2 separate regions of the Zea mays genome follow, and region 1 is linked to region 2. The links are chromatin contacts, called in public Hi-C maps. All regions are on one chromosome and are shown on one strand. The core of a region is the stretch at or near the end of the contact, and the rest is flanking DNA. Distances in the headings are between cores, read along the strand shown. Region 1 holds the start of LOC100272989 (putative calcium-dependent lipid-binding (CaLB domain) family protein). Region 2 holds the start of LOC542057 (alpha-6-galactosyltransferase).

Evidence for each region. A called contact is a pair of places that touch in the nucleus more often than the background predicts.
Region 1: a contact with region 2 is called in a Hi-C map of ear, with 2.6 times the contacts expected there. The contact joins the promoter of LOC100272989 here to the promoter of LOC542057 in region 2. A contact is called at or near these places in 4 of 25 Hi-C or Micro-C datasets (ear, leaf and tassel).

Annotation. Positions count from the first base shown.
Region 1 is chr4:168,277,183-168,279,942 of Zm-B73-REFERENCE-NAM-5.0, forward strand. LOC100272989 (putative calcium-dependent lipid-binding (CaLB domain) family protein) reads left to right here and starts at 1,384. Exons shown (of 8, transcript NM_001147440.1): 1 at 1,384-1,592; 2 at 2,668-2,760. The coding sequence starts at 2,717.
Region 2 is chr4:168,035,731-168,038,844 of Zm-B73-REFERENCE-NAM-5.0, forward strand. It overlaps LOC542057 (alpha-6-galactosyltransferase), which reads right to left and starts at 1,852. Exons shown (of 1, transcript NM_001111694.3): 1 at 1-1,852. The coding sequence starts at 1,414. The coding sequence ends at 80.

The DNA.
Region 1 (2,760 bases), core at 134-2,633, 240 kb after region 2:
GGGTTGCTGCTATAGTTTCAATTGGACTTCTAGATTTTGGATGGAACTCAACGGGATTTGCTACTACCTGCCAAGTCAGAAGCCAAGCAAACGGAAGTTCATTATGCATGCAAAGGAGGAGACTTTCTCTCGTGCATTATTTTTCTTACTAGTCATGCATGCAACAACAGTGCATTAGTTGATATATTCTTTGTCAAGAAATTGATTAATGTTCTTCTGACATATAGAGCATATTTGGTTCACTGTATCACTTGTCACAGTTTGTCACGCCTAATATTAGGTAGGTTTAACATGCTTAGACGTATGTTTGGTTTGCAGTTACAATTGTGGCAAGATTTTTCTCCTGCTACGTAGGTCCCAATCATCAATGATTTATAAAACGTGTGGTAAGATTTCCTTAGCCACACTAAGATGTGGCGAAGAATTTAAACGTCTAACCTTAGGTAAGTGTGTCAGAAAATATATGACATTTTTAACATCTTAGAGCATCTCCAGTTTTTTTGTAAAAAAAAATCTCCTTAAAGACATATATGAGGAGTTGCTAAAAATGTGTGTTCTCCAGTAATTATCTATTTTTAGCTGCCAAATATATCAAAGTATGACAACTAGAAACTCCTCTCGCTCTCATGTTCTAGAAAGGTTTATGTTCTTCCCATCAAATATGATATTGTTATTGCAATGGTTCTATAATCTACGTATAAAACAGGCACAAATCTTTATGATTCATCGATTTCAAATATTACCTAAATTGCAAACCGAAGAAACAAAAAGTGTAACACGCAACAAAATTCTTTTCCACCTAGTAGCCCGAAGTTTATTAATAAAAAATAAAAGAGAATAAAACAGAACTCATAGAATACTAATTTTGCACGAAAAAGTGTTGTGAGAAGTCTCTCTCGGGTTGCCAAATGTGGAGACAAGAAAGGATAAAATATCATCTTCTTAAATTTAACAACACCATTTAGGTTACTATTGGAGACGTATTTTTTCTAATAACGTATTAAACCGAGATTTAGGAACATTTTTACATAACGGTGGAGATGCTCTTAGGTTTACAACCAAACATGTCCATAAAAAAAGAAGGCTTTAAAATAACAAAGAATATTCAGTGCAACTATTTCTAGAGTATTAAAAAAAGCTAAACCAAACAGACCGCACTAAGCACAGTATCACTTCTTATGCTACATGAACATTTTATGTACTTGGCACTCTAATTATGCTATAAACAATATCTAGTGAAACTATTCTTGTTAAGGAGTGTTAGTTTTTTATAATAAAAAAATATCCCCACCCCACCCACGTCCCACCCGACGCCATGAGCGACCTATATGAGACAGCGAGCGAATCCACAGCCACCATGTCACCAAGGTTGCAGGTTGGCTACAGAAATAGGAGAAGAATAGTATGTGAGCCCCATATAATCCTCCCCACGTCGTCGTGCTCGTTTTGCGCGTCAACCAGCCCGCCCCCCAACCCCACCCAGCGCGACGAAGCCGGGGGGCGATCGCTCCAGCGCCGCCGCGCCAGCGACCTCACCCCCCGGGAGCCGCCGGCGGTACCCCCCTCCCTATCACGCCTCATCGAATCCTCAGGTTCGTTGGTTTCTTTTTTTTTTTCTTCCGACATTTCTACCGCGCGGATCCTCTAAGTCGGTCGCTTTCAAGCGCTGATGCGGTCACCGTCACATCCTTGATCCGCTTGGTGGGGGGGAGTGTGGATGCGATTCGATTTATGTGAGCGCGTTTGATTTCGCTGGGCCTCGGGTGATTGTTTGACACCTCGATTGGTCCCTACTGCAGAGTTTGAATTATGTAGCCATTTCATGCGATTTCCTGTCGCTGTCGGAACTCAACCATCAGCACACGCTGTTGGAATGGAATATAGGTTGATTCGCATCGGAAGTCTGGGACAATCGATTAACACCCGAGCTCTTATTCTATGGAATATAGGGTGGTTCACGCTTTGGATGAAATCGAGATACTGGTCAGATATAAATAGCTACCAATGGATTTCCATACGCACGACCCCCCTCACGCGATCACCACCAGTTGTTCATGCTATATATTTCAGTTTGTAATCCTGCCTGATCCAGGCCGATTTCTTTTCGCCATGCTTCAGAACACATGGGCATGTTCGTAAGTTCGTTTATGGTTGGTTGATCACCTTCTTTGGGGTATTGCGGTGGCAGAGGCAAGGGAGGGCTATTAGTTCTTGTTCTGCCCTTGTAGTTGTGTACATCGTGTGATTGCAGAGCTTATAAATGTGAGAGGAGCCAACCACACATAATTAGCATGATGATGGGTTCTTTAAGTTCGTTTCAGTTTTGTCTAGGTGATAAATATGAAAAGAAATTTTACGACGGGCTAATCCTGCGAGCTTGATATCCAGGAATCACAAATATGTTCCAGCTCCAACATCAATTCTTTTGTACGCTTCATTTTTCAACAACCAGACTTCAAGTTATATTTGGCTTGATATTCGCTGGGCTAGTGAAACCTCATCTGTAGTGAGGGACCAGCAGCTGTATAGTGATTCCTGTATACATTGGAGCTATGTTCTTATAAAATAAAAAGCTTCAGATTTTGTTCTCTTATTTGACATGCCGGTTCGTTTCATCATGATAAGAAAATGATCCTCGACTCCTGCTAATCCCTGTGTTGTCTGCAGATCTAAGTTTTTTTTGGTTTTGTGAGTTATCCAAAGTTGGACCGCAAAGATGAGTACTGCTAATCACTATCAGCACATCAAGTCAACCAAGCC
Region 2 (3,114 bases), core at 602-3,101:
AGCATGCAAAGCTGTTTGTACGCGAGATGCATGCAAGGGACGGATAGACAGTATAATAACAACCGGAAATTCACGTCGATCAGCTAGTCACTGCCTTTGCAGGGTAATCGAACGGCAGTGGCTGCACGTCGTCACTGAGCGAACTGGCGTGCCGGAAACCGTACGCCCTCAGCACCTGGTCGTCGGCGAAGTTGAGCGCGCGGCGCATGCCCTGGTCGCAGCTGTCCCCGGAGTAGTGCTCGTTGCGCTGCCCACTGCACGGCTGACACCCCGTGAAGTGCGTCACGAACGGGCGGCGCCACCCGTGCACCCCGGTCTCCGCCAGCCCGGCCCCGCCCAGGGCGGCGTTCCTTGCCACCGCGTACTCCGCGTGCTCCCTCTCCGCGTGCCGCCTCCGCAGCGCGGCAGCTCCCGGCCGCCGCTCCATCGCCTCGTACCTCTCCGTCATGTTGGCGAGCCGCCCCACGATCTCCATCCAGTAGCCCTCGAAGTAGTAGCCGCTCTCCAGGAACACCTTGTCCCGCCACCGGCTGCCCTCCTGCAGCAGCATGTACACGAGCGCGGACTGGTCGTCCGACTCGTCGAACACCTTGTCCTTGAACGTGGACTTGAGCACGGCGCCCCAGTGCTGGTAGTCCGGGGAGTCGGGACCCATGGCGGCCCACGCGTCCATGAAGTCGAGCGACCACTGGCAGTTCCGGATGAGGAACACGCCGGCGTTGAGGCTGGTCCAGGAGCTGGCCTCGAACACGAGGCTCGGCCAGCCGTGGACGACGAGGTTGTGGGCGCGGTACCGGCGCAGCGGGAGGCGGAAGTCCATGTCGGTGAGCACGGCGTCGGAGTCGACCCACCACACCCACTCCGCCTCCGGGTGCGCCACCATGGCGGCGCGGATCACCGGTATCTTGGCCCAGTACCGGTCCATCGACGGCCGCAGCAGCGCCATGTTGTACAGCAGCTGCACGCCGTGGAGACGGCAGTAGTCGGCCTTGTTCTTGAGCAGCCGCATCAGCGTGTGGTCTCCGCCCGGGGACCGGCACGGCGTCGGCTGCGAGCCGGACACCATGAGGACGCGCCCCTTCTCGCCACCGCCGGCGAACTCCGGGTGCGCGCGCAGCCACCCGGCGCGCTTCTCGTCCCACCCCGTGATGGGCCGGTCCACGGTGTACGCCAGCGCCGGGTCGTCGTAGAACGTGTGGGCGGCGGCACCACCACCACCGCCGGCGGCGCCCACGGATGATGAGCCAGAGCCAGAGCCAGAGGACGGGACTGCTCCGTCGCCGTAGTAGCCCTCCGGCTGAGCGAACGGGTTGGCGAACGCGAGCAGCGCCACGGTGGCCACCACGGCACCCGCGGCGAAGAGGAGCGCGTCTCCGAGCCACGACGGCTTCGCGGTCGCAGCGCGTGGCGGCATCGTGTGCTCTCGGCTCTCGCTGCCGGGATGCACTACGGCTCTACGGCAGTATCGTCCCTGTCACGCTCACGCCACGTACAATACTGACGCCCCGATGCGTGCGGGGACGGTGTATGTGTAAAGCCGAGCCGTCCCACTTTCGGCGGCGAGAACGCGTACGCCAAAGACCCTCCGCCGGTGCCAGCCTTGCCGCCCCCGTCCGTCTGCGTGGCGAGGGGAGGGAGAGGCCAAACGGGGAGGGCAGCGGTGGTTGGGTAGCGGCATGCGTCCAAACGGGACTCTCGTGCCGTCATGCATGCGGGCGAAGGAGAAACGCACGCATGCGTAGCGTCTGCCTTGCAGGCCTTGGAGCCATCGGCAGGGTAGATCGCTGGATGGCAGCTGGCCGCGGCGCCGGCACCGGATCGGAGGCGGCCCCCGGGCCGGGTTGGACTGTTGGGTCTTCCTCTTGCGGACTGACTGGTGGTGAAGATCGACAGGGCGAGAGGGCTTGCGCTCTAGCTAGAGGCTAGAGCCCACGGAGATACAGCGGCGCACAGATACGGTAGCTGGCGGGGCTGCAGCTTTGGACCATCACCACATCGGCGTATCCGCGCGGCTTGTGCTTGGCGACTCGTGCGGACAGCCGGACCGGGACCGGACACCAGTCACACTCACACCACTATCTACTCGTAGCTACTAGTCCCTCCATAAACCGTACTAAGACAAACTTTCTTTTAGATTTAATTAAATACATCCTATAGAAAAATGAGCTAATATTTATGACACAAGCTTCAAATAGTTAAATACGATATCAGGTATATTTTTATTAAATTTTCCGTGTCATATATTTAGTATTTTTCCTATAAAATCAGTCAAAGAAAGTTTGACTCGTCATAATTCCAAAAGATAATTTATTTAGAGATGGAGACAGAGAGTAGCCACAGTTTTAAAATGATAAAGCGATGCAATGGTAATCTGAATTCTGAAGTGTGTAATGTGAGGGCATTGACTTGTTTTTTTTAGGAAAGTGAACAGTTTTCTGCTCACTTGGCCCGCGCGCGGCTGCATTTTCGTTTTTTTTTTGGGGTTCTTTGGATATGTACACGTATACTCGTAGACGACTTTACCGTACGCTGCTTGGCTGCTTGTGCAGTTGCGCTCGCGCTTGCAGAGATGCAGAGAGCACAGCGAAAGGGCGATGCGTTCATGACCATGGCCGGAGTGCTGCTGTCGACTGGCCTGACTTTCTACAGTTCTGGTTCTGCAGCAGCACGGCTGCGTGCTTGAGCATGAGCCTGCCATTCTCGCGGTACGAGGAGCTGCTGCAGAAAGCACGTGCCGCCTGCAGATTGGGCGTCTAACCACGGTCCATGGGTCTAGTATGTCCTGTTTTCAGGCATACATCTGGTCGGTATATGAGCATCACAGCCGAACAAAACCGTGCGTCCATGGCGCAAGGTGGTCTTGCCAAAGCGTAGATAGAAGACGGGGTGAGACGGGAGCGTCAGTGCGTCACTGCCGCTGCCGCTTCCGCCCTGCTACGAGGCTTCGTCCGTGGAGTTGCGGGCCTACAGCCCGGTTGTCTTTGGGCTGCCACCCAGCTACGGCCTCAACCGCAGCCGGCCCTTTTAGAGTACGTGGGAGTGGGACTTGGGTGGTCTAAGCGAGATTCGGAAGCTCCGGTTCCATTCCAGCGGACGAGCCCGTTCGAGCAGTGC